Linked DNA regions of Sus scrofa: region 1 is linked to region 2. Evidence: chromatin contacts called from public Hi-C data. All regions are on one chromosome and are shown on one strand. The core of a region is the stretch at or near the end of the contact, and the rest is flanking DNA. Distances in the headings are between cores, read along the strand shown.

Region 1 (7,240 bases), core at 2,666-5,165, 240 kb before region 2:
CCATAGTAACTCTAGTTATACTTTAACCAAGCTGATCTTTTCTAATATTTGTGCAAAGCAGTTTTCCTATATCTTCTCCTGAATTAAAGCAGATTTGCAATTCATCTTTTCTGCTCTTTAGAGAATGCAGACAGAATCTCCTAAGCCAGAGGCTTTCAAGCTGGTCACTGATTTCCTGTTTGAGCAGCCCTCACAGAACATTCCACATTCATTATCGTCTCCATCCAGGAATACCTTTATTTTTCCTGGGTGAAAATGTAGTATCAAGAGTTACTCGTACATTGAAAATGATACTCCATGGAAGTGACCTTAAAAATGCCCCATATGTCTTCATTTAACAGACATCTATTCACTCTTCCATGTCCTTTGCCCAAATGCTGCTGATATATGAGGTTCCTTTCCTAAATGGTTTCCAGTTACCCAGATCATAAGCAATTTGTCGTGTAAAGAAACTGTGCAATATTTGCTTTTAAAAATTCTCTCGCACACACACACACACAGGAGTAACCATTATTCTAGACTAAGTTTCCTATCTACCTCATTTCTTTCTCTTTCTGTTTCTCCCCTTCTACCCTGGTAGACCATTACAAAAAAGAAAAACAAACAAACAAAAACAGCCATGACAAAACTTTATCTTTCGGTGAAGAAAATAATATTTATTGAGCATTTACTGAGTGTCAGGAACTTAACATACAAAATTGCATTTTAATCCCACAAAAAAGTACAAAGTAGTGAAAAAAAATAAAGGCTTTGAGGTTAGAACTCCAGTTCTGCTATGCAGGAAAGGAGTATCCTTGGGTAGTTATCTAATGTTACTGTTTTCATCATAGAACTTCAATTTTATCATCTCCTAATTGGGGGGAATATTTCTTTACAGGGTGGCTGTGAAGCTTAAAAGCCATATTATGTACGGTACCCATATATGTGGGTAATGCCCAATAAAGAGTGGTGGTTGTCATTTGCACACCCATGTCCCAGATGAAACTGCTGCTCAGAGAGATGAAATAACTTGCTTAACAAGGTAAGTGAGTTTTACATGACAAAACGGAGAGGCAAGCTCGCTGGGGACAGCTGTTTCTAAAGGCTAAAGACTACAGCCTCTATACACATATTGCTTCCCCATCAGTAAGCAGAACAGGGCTGCAGCTGTTTAACCAAATGTCCAGCCTGTGGATCAGACCTTTCAGGGTGTGTCTGCCTGCTGGGGAGGTCTTGCAGGAAGTCTGTTGACCCGAGAAACTGGTTTAAGGGCAAAGGGAATCAGCAAGAAGAGCTCGGCTTGGTTTCAGCAGACCCTTCACTGTCAGAGGGACACCTCTGAGCACATTTTAGGTTGTCCTCCAACAAGCCTCCCACGGTGGGTCTTTACAAGGCTGAGTGACATCCCCTGATGGCCTTCTTACCGAGCAGCCTAGAAGGGCAGAGGGCCTCTCCTCTGTTGAACACAACACAGCATAGCTTTGATGACCACGACTCTGTAGTGAAACCACCCTGGCAGCAGGCAGACTCCTGAGAAGGGGTGAGTCGGAGCTATGCCAATGCAGTGTCTGGCAAAAAGGGAGCGCTGGATGGAAGCAGCCATCTCCTAGCTGTGTGCTCCGAAGCCCATTCACCTTCATCACAGGAGGATAAAAGGAACCTGTGCAGTCACCTCGCCTTATGGGTGAGCACACCTGAGCCACAGGGGGAAAGTATGGAGGAAGGCAGAGCAGTAGCAGGGCCTGGAACCAGACAAACAGGGGCTCACCACCTGGTACTATCTGGAGAAGTTCACGGTACACTCACGATTCAAAGGATTAAATAAGAAATCCACGTTTGTCAAATAGCTTGACAATAAATGGCACAGAACCTGTATGACTTTGATTCAACTCTAAGAATTCAACCACTGAGGATTCAGCCACTGAGAAAAGAGAATACTACCTGTTTAATAATGGTTTCTAATGTCCAAAGGACATTCTGAGGGCCCACCTGGTCTAGCTTCCAACCAGACTCACACTTGACACTGACTGCTTCTACTATAGCTTGAAGAGATCATCTCCAAAGCTTATAGGAACTTCTACAGTGACTCAAGCATGGGAATAAGGCATCTGAGATAAGAAATGACAATGAAGAGCCTATGTTGGAGCTTTTCTTTGAAACCTCACTGCCTTCAGGTTAGCTCCGTCCCACTGGTGCCCTTCCTCACCTTTTGAGGTCGTGCTCACCTGGAGAGGTGCTACATTTCTGAATGTTCAGGAAGGAAGGATCTAGAGGTGTTCATGAAGAGCCCGCGGACACAGGCTAGAGCTTCGTTTGGTTCTACTTTGTTTACTCATCTCTAGCCATGCTTGCAGATTTATTGTTATGCTTCACCTGGGAATTCAGATCGTGGAAATATTTTCTTTTCTTTGGCAACTGGGTGTCTTTCCGTCCAGCAGCCCAAACTCCCTGACCCTCATTCATTCACTCATTGATTCAGCAGAAATGCACTGGGCTAGCCTAGGGCATGCATGGACAACAAAGACAACAGGGTCCCCGCCTGTGTGGAGCTTACAGCCACCACACCATCTCCTTCCACTCCCCAGCAGCAGCTCTGGGTTTAAAAGGAGGCTGCCATATAATAGGAGAAAAGGAAAGAACACCCAGCAGCCAGCCGGCTGGGTCTCAACGTGGAAGGCCGGGGCTTGCCTGGAGCATGGTGTGTGGGTCCACGCCAGGCCTGACTTCAGCAGGGATGCACCGGCAGCACTTCTTTCTTCATGCATGTGCCCAGAGCTGCCGTCTCTCTCAGCCGCTCCTTGATGCTTCACACAGAAAAGGGCCCATGTGCCGGTGTTTGCCCCTCTAATGTATGTGCAAAGGAAACAAAGTTGTCTCCACAGCACAGAAGGACCAGAGGAGCTGATCCATGTCTTACGACACGTTGAGATGGAGATTTTCATGTTTTAAAGTCTAGGCTCTGGAGCATATCATGCAGAAGATACAGGATCATTCTTTGGTTCTGTCCCCCCAACCTTCCCGCTGTCCCCCTGCAAGCACCTTCCCATTGAATCCTGAGGGCTCCTAAGAGGACGCGCCTGGATTTCTGTGTGTCCTTTCTGCAGCAAGATGGGAACAGCCAGGGCTTCTAAGTGGCCACTTCCTGAGTTGCCTCAGGTCAAGGAGTAGAATGATATCTGTGGTTACTAGGATATCCTCACTCAGCCTCAAGAGCTCAGCAAAGGAAGGATGCATTCTAGTCCTATTTTGCCCCAAATTAATGTTGGGCAAGTCACCTTCTCTGCTGAAAACTCTATCTTGATCTCCTTTGTCAAAAGGAGGCAACCCCGGGCAGTAGTGTCATGACATATAAGCACTTATAAATGATGGCTGTTACTCATTATTATTATTAATAGATACCCTTTGCATTTTAATTGTTCAGGATTGTTTTTAAATTTTAATTATGTGGAATTGTTGTGAAGCCCAAATGAGACAACACACGTGACAGTTCTTTAAGTGAAACACATCATCCGAATCGAGGTTTATTATTTTTGCTGGCTAATTGAGTTTGTATCTCAGAATGTTCAGGCAAAAATTTACATTATGCCAGTGGTTGATATGAAGCATCACTGAGGGCCCAGGAACACATCTACACCCACCTCCAAATTCGCCTCTCCAACCACCACCAACATATCAGATAAAGGCACGTGACAGGCTTTAAAAGTTTGAATGGAATGGGCAAAAAGGTACAAGTTGGGACCAACGTCCCACGCTCTGCATAAACCGGCTTTCACCATGGCATTTCACCATGATACAGCTATCAATGGGAGGTAGGAAGCAAAGGGACTGGTTTTGCTTTCTCCTTTTCCAAATAAACAGGGCGGTTGTTAAACCAGAAGTGAATCTGATCCTGTGCAGCTTTAAGAGCAGTCAGCTGCATTCTGAAGCAGGCAAAAATGTAAACAGAGCCTGTAACTCTAGAGCAGAGCAGACCTGCCATAGGTTTCATAATGGGAGAGTCCACGGGCCCTGCGCCAAGAAAAATGAAATGTTAGCCTGGGCCTTTAAACAGAATCATGTCGAAGCAGAGTGCATATTTGTTCAACACACACACAGACCTTTTTCTGTGCCAATACCTATCTGAACTGTCCTAAATAAAACCTGGCATCCCTGAGATCATGGGATAGAACCAATATTGTTCGTATAGTTCTGTTCTTGAGCATGAAAGGACTTTTCAGCTGAACATGGAGATGTTTCTTTCTTTTCTTCTTTTTTTTTTTTTGGCCCAATTTAATTACAAAGTATGTATGACTGTGAAAATAAAATAAATGAGCCCATTCCACCCATCCCCATATCTGAATTCTATCGCATGAGTTGCCAATTGGTTTTCTAATCCTCTTACTCAATATCTGCTGTTAATTTGTTCGCTATTTCACGAACTTGAAGACTGTCAGCAAAATACATGATGCATTACAAAACTTATCATTGGAAATAAAAACATCTGAAGCTTTTCTGACAGGGTAAACGTAAAGTACCACTGCGCTGGTCAGAACAAGGAAACGTGAGCAACCTTGTAGCTGTGTGTGTACAAACACAATTAGAAGTGTTGCCGCGAGTAGAATCCACACTGAACTCCCACTCTGAAAAATGCCGAGAAAATTACATCTAAATGAATGGACAAACGCAACATGTTTATGATCCAAAGTGAGGGGAAAAGAGACGGGGTGGGGGGGGGAAATCCCGAGGCTTTCTCTTGCTATTTCAGCCGTTTTAGAATTACACTGCCTAGGCCCGATCTAATTTTCCTGCTGCAGAAGTTAAGGCACTTCCTCTACAGTTACTCAATCTGACAAATTACACCTGGGTCTACTCTCACATGAAAAAGTGTGCTCTTTGTTCCTGACCCCTTGGTCAGCGTAGAGATCAAATTCCTGGACATTGGAAAGCCCCACTCATATTCATTAAAAGCCACGGGAGACCAGCGCTGCATTTCTGTGCAGGAGGGGAACAAGGCACAGGCTGTTTCTGAACAATACAACTGCCATGCTCAGGTCGGAACAAAATGGACTTTCTACTTTTTGCAGCTTGGCTGTGGATCCGCTGGTACCTGGATTTTTTTTCCCCCCACATAAGCATCTTAATAGCAAACGAACAACCGAAATCAGAACAAAGAAGGGACTTGTCGATTTTTCAATGCCAGGTCCCTTGAGTGCAAATCTGCTTGTACTAAAACTTTGGCTACAGATCCAGTAACCCAAAATACAGTGATGATTTCAAAATGCCACCTCTCCTGCACCCTGGCCAGACAGGCAGTTAGAAACTACACTGGCCAATATGTGACAGATTAGAATTTCGTCTCCTCTTTCTAACAGTAATCAGCCTTTGGAAAAAGATGTGACAGAGCTGAAAGGGATCATGAGTAGAAATCAGGAAGCATCTCGGTGGCAGAGAATCAATACGAAGGCTATGAGAAATCCACGAGCTTTCCTGTTGGGAGAGCTGTAACGGCCCGGGCAGATCTAACTGCCAGGCCACACAAGACCCTCTTCTGTCCCCCCAAGAGGGAGAGAAAAATGTAACAGAGGTTAAGAAAGGCTGTGACCGAACTGTTAGTGCCTTGACAATGCATCATGCCTGATTCCCTTTTCTTCAGGATACTTGGAAGAACAAGGCAGTAAAGAAACATACAGAAGCCACAGAACCTGGGGAAGGCTTCCTGAGGCTGGGCTGCCCTCGGGGAGCTGGTCAATTCTTGCCCTCCTTCCAAGTGAGCACCTTTCTTCCAGGACAAGGCACCCCAATTACAAGTTCTTCAGTGCAAGCTGCTGGATTTGTCCAGACCTATCAAACCACATCCAAACCCTTTTCCTTGCAGACTGAATAACCACCACGATGCACCCCAACTGCAAACACCCACACACGCTCAGGGTTGTTGTATATGTTCTACAAACAAATTCCTCCTAAACTGTAAGTCAGGAGATGCTGCATTAATTCTCCCTGGTCTTTTAGAAACTTTCAGCTTCTAGACACGTAATGAATATGAGCTAATATTCTTGTGTAGAATGAAAGTGAGTTACAATCCATATTTTGTAAAATATGAGTTAGTAGCTCTCCCCCTGGTCAGATGGCAACTACTTTTGAGAAACCTGTGACAGGACAGAAATCCTTAGTATCGAGGTTCTTATTTTGGTACCTGTTTTTAAATGAAAACCACTGGCCCTATCAGCAAACCAGAACTTAGAATTTCCTCTAGAAAATTCATAAGAAAAGCATGGAAATCAAACTTAAATCAGTGTACATTATTTGGGGGTTGGAATAGCCAATGGGTTATGAAGCAGGCGTCCACCTATGTGTGAATCTGAGATGGGAAATCCTTGTTTCTGACAGGGAAAAAGGGAACAGTTCTGGTGTAAATCCTCCCAAACTTCGCTTCCAGTCAAATTCTTTTTTTTTTCTTCAGTCTTTTTAAGGTTGCACCCGAGACATGTGGAGGTTCCTAGGCTAGAGGCTAAATTGGAGCTGTAGCTGCTGGACTACACCACAGCCACAGCAACACATGATCCAAGCTACGTCTTCGACCTATACCACAGCTCACGGCAATGCCTGATCCTTAATCCAATGAGCAAGGCCAGGAATCGAACCTTTGTCCTCATGGATGCTAGTCAGATTTGTTTCTGCTGAGCCATGAGGGAACTCAGATTCTAGTCAAATTCTTAATAGTGAAAGAGGCTAATAACTGTATAAAATACTAAAATAATCAAGCATGCCTCAAACATGTATGCTCTTTGAAGATTCTGGGGTGTTTTTGTTTCTTTTTACAGCCTCACCTGCAACATATGGAAGTTCTCAGGCTAGGGGTTGAATCAGAGCTGCAGCTGCTGGCCTACACCACAGGCACAGCAACACCAGATCCAATCCGAGCCACATCTGCGACCTACACCACAGCTCTCAACGGGATTGAACTCGAATCCTCAAGGGTATTAGCCACATTCTTACTGGGTGAGCCACAACAGGAACTCCCTGTTATTTCTTGAGATGCTACAAGATCTGCCTCGGGATCCAAAATTACTCCCTCATTCATCACATCCATAATCTGGTTTAGCTAAACCCTATTCGAAACAGACCTGAATCTGCTCAGACAATGGAGGAAGTCTGTTTGCTGCCATCATTCCAGCAACCATCAATCTGGAGAACCTCTGAAAGTCCTGTTTGTTCAGGAATAGTCTTAAAGATTCAAGGCTCTTTGAGAATTTTTCAAAAATCATCTAAAATTATAGCAAAT
Region 2 (6,947 bases), core at 2,987-5,486:
GGCTTGTCTACAGAGATTCCATCTCCTTCTGGCACACGATAGGATTGCCTTGTCCCAACTGCTTATGGTCTCCTGCCTCCCTTGCTTTTTCCAATGGAATGTTAATCCATTCGATTAACTTGAGGGAAGAAGCTCTAGGAATCTGTAAGCTCTACACTTTATCTTTCCCTCTGGCCTAGAGACCAACAGTGCTCCCAATTGTGACTGCCATGTCATCCAGTGTCCCAAAGTAAGCCCCCAGGTGACCTGAGGTGGACATAAAGTATAATCCTTTGTTGTTCAAAGACATTGCGGATTGCTTATTATTGCAGCTTAACCCAGCCCACCCTGATTCATACAGAAGGGAATGAATGCGAGAGGGAAGCAATTCCTCCTCTTCACTTGTTGCACCAGAAAATGAGCTTGTTGCCGTTACCCAGACCAGAAACCTCAAAGCAAATCTGTCTGCAACACGGTCCACATTTGCGTTATCTTCCAATTGCCAACCCAAATGTAAGAAAAGTAAAATACATATGCAATGCTTACTCTGTGCCACTGTTCGAAATGCTTTCTAAATATTAGTTCATCTAGTTCTCACGACAACTCTGTCAAGTAGGCATTTTTAGCTTTGTTTCGCAGAAGGGGGAAACTAAGCACAGAGAAGTTGAATACCTTGCTGAAGCTCATCCTGCTAGTCAGGGAGCTAGGATTTGAACTCTAGGAGTCTGATTCCAGAATGCCTACTTTTGACTACAAAACTCCACTTCTTCTGTGTAATTCTAAATGTAAAGCAGTTGGGGGCGGGGGACACAATCTGCTTTAGAGTTGTAGAGGACATGGATTTCTCACCTTATCCTGCACGATGCTCCTCATACCCCCTTGCTTTCAGCGATGGACCTCTGGTTCCTTTGGGTACTTCAACTTCAGCCAATGTGGTTTGAATTGGGGTTGATCTGGGTCTTAAAAATACATCTGGATTGACTTGACCTAGCTAGCCTACCTTCCCACTTGGATCAGTTTCTGGTGAGAAGTCAGCTGGTGTTTCTGGGGAAAGGAACGTTTCTTTCTCTACCAATCTAATTGGCAGAGAAAGGATGTGAAGCCTGGATCTGCCAGCTGTCTTAAAGGTCCGAGGGGCAGGACTGAAATTCCCGAAGCCTGAAAGGGAACCAACCCACAGGAAGCAAAGCCACTGAATCTGATTCTCCTGTCTTTGCTTGAGCCATGAATCAAGCCACGCCTGCAGGCAGCTGTACCTGTAGGCCTTTGAGTTCCATGAACCAATTAATCCCTCTGTTTACCTTAATCCATTCTGAGAGGGTTTTTCTGTCACTTGTAGCAAAAAGATTCTTAATTCATGTGAAAGTAAACAAAGTGAACAAAAGCAACAATAAAATATACTATGTTCTATAAGATGTATAACCTATTCATTTCTACTTAAGAAGTTATGGTCAATCTAAATTATTAAGATGGCTGAATTCACCTGAAACTTACACAATATTGTGATTAATCTATAATTCAATAAAAACAAAAAAAATTTTAAGGCTGAATTTAGAACAATAACTCCATTTCATTAACTTTGGGGATATCACCAATAAAGCATTTAACTGCAAAAGCTGATCTCCTGTGGATTTTAAATAACTTATATCTATTTTGTTTTTAAGCAAATGACTTAAGAATCACTTATAACTGACAGCTTTAGTCACTGCAGTGGTACAAGGGGACCTGCTCAATGCGGTTTCAAGAATTTGTTAAATTTACTTCTTAAAGTAGCTAAAATTCACTGTTATATCATTAGGCCTCCCTTTAAAAAAAATAATTCTGGGGCCCCTTTCAGGGCAGAAGTTATATTTATTATTTTTGGTTCAATGACCCAAAGAAACTTATAAATAAATTTTTATTTTATCTATTATATGGCATTTATATGCATTGGAAAATAGTCACATATAAATAAATGTACTGGATCAGTTCATGTGCTTGCCTCACATATGGATTCTCAGATCTGGGAACTAACTCTATAACCCCACCCCACCTAACCCCCACTGATGCTGAAGCCCAATTGCTTTTTTTCTTTTTTTTTTGTCTTTTTGCCTTTTCTAGGGCCACTCTCACGGCATATGAAGGCTCCCAGGCTAGGGGTCTAGTCAGAGCTGTAGCCAGCAGCATACACCACAGCCACAGTAATGCAGGATCCGAGCCGCATCTGCAATCTACACCACAGCTCATGGTAATGCCCGATCCTTAACCCACTAAGCGGGGCCAGGGATTGAACCCACAACCTCATGGTTCCTAGTCAGATTCGTTAACCACTGAGCCACGACGGGAACTCCTGAAGCCCAATTTCTTCTCCAGCTTTCTAGTTATTGCAGTTGTCAATCAGTACGGTCTTAGAACAGGGATGGGTAACTTTGTCGGTAAAGGCCAGGCAGTAAGTATTTTAAGCTTTGTGAGACATATGATCTCTGTCATAACTACTCAATTCTGTCGTTGTAGCATGGAAGCAACCACAGAGAATAGACAGACAAATGGATGTGGCTGTATTCCAATAAAAGTTTATTTAACAAAAAAGGTGGCTGGGCAATTTGACTCCTAATCCATGGTTTGACAACCCCTTGTCTAAAATAATGACATTTTAAGATATCAGGCAGACTTCTCAAGCCTGGAGATTTCTCTTCACGAGTTTTGAGTGGTTTTAAGTGGTCAGATCATTAGATTTGGGGGGGGGGAGTCAATATCTTGAGCCTTATGGAATCCCATCTTTTTTTTTTTTCTTTTTTTCTTTTTAGGGCCACACTCACGGCATATGGAGATTCTGAGGCGAGCAGTCCAATTGGAGCTACAGCTGCTGGCCTACATCACAGCCACAGCAATGCAGGATCCAAGCCGCGTCTGGGACTTACACCACAGCTCATTGCAACGCCAGATCCTTAACGCACAGATGGAGGCCAGGGATCGAACCCACAACCTCATGGTTCCTAGTCGGATTCGTTAACTACTGAGCCACGATAAGAACTCCTCAATTATGTTTTTAAAATGCGTAGGGAAAAAACAAAATGCAGATTCATTTCCACTGCTCCACAATGGGAACTCCTAGAATCCTATCTCGAGTCCTATCTTGAGTCCTATGGTTCACATTGACTGTAATTACTATTCCTTGGCAAATGATGTATGAAAATAACAATTTAATGAGAACCAATATGGCTTTATTTATATGACAGCCTTTAGTTCTCCCTAGAATCCTAAGAAAGATACTTGTTTAAGAATAGATGAGCCCAGTGGGAAAGAGAAAATTTATAGGTGTGTGAGATGAGTTTTGGATGGATAGACTTGATTTCAAGTCTTAGCTTCACCAAGATAGCCCATGTGACCTTGGCTAGACTTTTATACCCCTCTGAATTTTACTTCCTCATTTACAATTGAAAATATATAAAATTATATGATAAAATTATAAGGTCATTATCACTGATAATATCATCTACCTTTTAGAGACACTGGGAAGGTTTACTGCAGTGAGCACGAGAACATGCAAAGCACTCACTACATTTGAGCCATGCCATGTTTCAGACGTGACAATGAAGTGACTTGCTGAAGGTCACAACCATAGGCAGGGGTGGAGCTCAGATTTGCACTGCAGGCTGACTGATTTCAAAGTGTGTGAACCTCCCATTGCATTAGGCTGACCCCCAGCTATCCATGGAAATGGGGGTGTGCAGCTCACGCCTGGAGATGACTCAACCTATTAAAATATAAAATTTCCTTGGAGTTCCCATCTTGGCTCAGTGGTTAATGAATCCGACAAAGAACCATGAGGTTGGGGGTTTGATCTCTGGCCTCGCAAAGTGGGTTAAGGATCCAGTGTTGCTGTGAGCTGTGGTGTAGGTTGCAGATGCAGCTGGGATCCTGCGTTGCTGTGGCTCTGGCATAGGCTTGGCAGCTACAGCTCCGATTCGACCCCTAGCCTGGGAACCTCCATACGCCACGGGTGTGGCCCTAGAAAAGCCAATAAAATAAAACAAAACAAAACAAATAAAATAAAATAAAATTTCCAAAGCCAGTCACACGAAGTGAATCCCCTGTGTCGGGTTGTGGAAGCTGGATGCATGTTTCTGGAAGTAAACATGACGTATCAGGCATTCCCGTGGCTGAAGCTGCCATGTAACACTCGATTTGTCTTTCCTTCTCACACAGACACTGTGAGAAATACTCTTGACCTTCTAAGTCTAGTGCAGTGTCTCTTGCTGCCAAATTCCAAAATAGCCATAAAATGTGACCTGCACTCTTAGCCTCTCCGGAATCTCTCCGTTACCTCAGAGGGTCTGGCCCCAGACAGACAGGGTGGAAACAGGCCCACTTTCTCCACCACTGCTCTCTTGAAAGAGGCAGCATGAGATAAGATCAACGGCTCCCGACGGTGGCTTGTGACATGCCTTTGGTTATGTCAAGGACATTCTCAAACAAGATGAATTTAATTTATGAATCCTACAGCTGGAGATGAGTAGAGAGTCTTTCTGGATCTCCCCCCTCATTTTGCAAATGTGCAAACTGAAATCCAGGGCTGTTAATAACAAGCCCAACTCATCTTAATCCCAGTCTCCAACACTTTCCCCACACACCCCCTGTAATTTGGGGCGGGGGATGTCTAAATTAGGGCTGCCAGATTTAGCAAATAAAAACGCTGTCTACCCAGGTAAATCTGAGCTTCAGGTAAATAAATATTTTTTAGTATAAATACATCTCATGGAATATTTAGGCCAGTGTGTTATGCTCAATAATTATTCTTTATCAAAAATTCAAACTTAACTGGGCATCCTGGATTTTATCTGGCAAACCTAGCCCAAGTCAAATAAACGATGCCAAGATTTCTACCTGCTGAAAGGACATTGGAACGTGTTGTTAGAAAGCTGGCTGAAGTGGCAAAAAAGTGAATGGACAGGGAAAACTCATAACCCCACTAAATGAAGTTGAAAACAACCAATGGCTAGAAAAGAAGTAACGTGAAGCTTAAGGACAGGGAAGGAAGGAAAGAAAAAGGGAAAGGAAGGAAGGCGGGTGGAGGGCAGAGAGAAGACACTTTAAGTGTGGTGGTCTCTCCTCTCTCTGTGGACGCTCTGCAAAAATAATGCTCCATCACTGTCTTTTTCTCCTCGGCCCCCTTCACCACCTGCCCTTCCTCCTCCTAATGCATATTTCTCTGGCATACACAGTTACCTTCTTTCTTCTCAACTAGAATAGAGTTGTATTTAAGTTTTAAATTTTATGTATTTTATTTTTATTTTTTGCTTCGAAGGGTCTTACCTGCAGCAAGAGGCAGTTCCCAGGCTAGGGGTCCCATCGGAGCTGCAGCTGCTGGCCTGCATCACAGCCACAGCGACGTGGGACTGGAGCCACGACTTTGACCTACACCACAGCTTGTGGCAACCCGGGGTCCTTAACCCACTGAGCGAGGTCAGGGCTCAAACTTGCATCCTCATGGATTCTAGTCGGGTTCCTCACCAGCTGAGCCACAACAGGAACTCCTTAAGTTTTAAATTTTAAATTTTAAAACCAAGCCATACATGTAGATGATTTTAAACTCCAAGATTACCAAAGGGATTAGAAAGAAAAGCTTTAGTCCTTTTCCCCATCTCTTGTCTTGGTTCACTCCTTTCAGAACCACTTTTAAACCCGTCGACTATATTTATTGTCCCTGTTTGCCCAGAACTGAGGGGTTTCACAGGACTTGGGACTTTCAGCCCTAAAACAAGGACAGTTCCAAATAAACTAGGACTACTCATTGGTCAGGCTATGTCTTCCTTCAGAGATATTTTTCTCTCTCTAAATAACATTTTCTACGTTTGCTTCATGTATCAATTCGAGGCATGATCTATTGATTTCCTCCTTTGAGAGGTAAGTATTTATTTTTTGGTTATTTTCAAATGGCTGGCAAAACACCTTTTCCGTTCAGTTCAAATCACTCATTTAGCCTAAAAGCTCTCCGAGAGAAACTTCGGAGGGAATGTGTTTTTCTCTAACCAGAGAAAACAAGAATCATGTTGTGTGTGAGTGTGTGAGGTGCCATTTTATGTTCCCACTGAAATATTTTCCCCCACCCAAGAATCCTTTTAAATATTCTTAACTTTAATTGCCTTTGTACCCCACAAAGAAGTCATTTTAAATTAAGCAGAATCCATCACTGTGATAATTTTTTAATGAGTAAAGATAATGTACTGTACAGAAATTGAAATGAGGTGTTCCCAGGATCATTTACAAAGTCTTGAAAAGTCCTCCTAAGAATCAGTTGAAATTAATGGATCTCAGAGTCTCACGACCATCAATACCTTATAGCCAAGGACTGGGTTCAAGGGAAAAAAAAGGACCACAATAATAATAGTTACGTTTTCCAATTTGAGCAGTTAGCTCCTTTCATTCTGAGATCCGAAGGAATTTTATAAATATTAATTAAGCCTCACAGGTGTGATTTATTAGATTAACTCACTGATAGCCATCAAGAACTCTAAATGGGCACAGTCCTATTTAAAGAAGCTGGATAGAAAAGCAGAATAAATTAGCATCCCAGGCAGACTCTGCTTCCCTGGACTTGAGCCCCCAGGATTTGGGGGAAGGTAGGCAGAGGAGACGTGCTCCTTGGCACAAACTTCTTGAATTAACTCTGATCTCAAAACAGAGTGACCACAGTTTGGTGTGGATACACTCTGGTTTGAGGTTTCCTAATCTTTACTGAAATATTCCCCCTTCCCAGCTTATCTGAGCCTCTCTTTTATTGCTTTGTCCTCATGGTACCACTGGGTATCACAGACAGATCGGCCTTGTGAAATGAGTGCCTTCAATTCAACAGTAGAAATTGTTCTGCTTCATGGAAATCCAAACGTCTTTTTGGTGAAGTTTTGGGGGCAGAGGAGGTGGGTCATGGTACAGATCCAAAAACTAAGGTTTTTGTTTGACAGGTTATTCAGGCCTTTTTGGGGCTG

The links. A called contact is a pair of places that touch in the nucleus more often than the background predicts.
Region 1: a contact with region 2 is called in a Hi-C map of skeletal muscle, with 5 times the contacts expected there. The contact joins two enhancer-like sites. A contact is called at or near these places in 1 of 47 Hi-C or Micro-C datasets (skeletal muscle) and 1 of 2 datasets of contacts at active chromatin or transcription factors (skeletal muscle).

The regions. Positions count from the first base shown.
Region 1 is chr2:30,139,761-30,147,000 of Sscrofa11.1, reverse strand. All of the region lies in intron 4 of MPPED2 (metallophosphoesterase MPPED2), which reads right to left. Among named protein-coding and RNA genes, the nearest start is that of MPPED2, 100 kb to the right of the region's middle. Within about 2 kb of position 3,915, at least 10 of the 83 cell types and tissues checked have an H3K27ac peak or open chromatin away from gene starts, as enhancers often do. A contact at or near this core is called in skeletal muscle, where this site is marked.
Region 2 is chr2:29,902,445-29,909,391 of Sscrofa11.1, reverse strand. No RefSeq gene overlaps it. Among named protein-coding and RNA genes, the nearest start is that of MPPED2, 130 kb to the left of the region's middle. Within about 2 kb of position 4,236, at least 3 of the 83 cell types and tissues checked have an H3K27ac peak or open chromatin away from gene starts, as enhancers often do. A contact at or near this core is called in skeletal muscle, where this site is marked.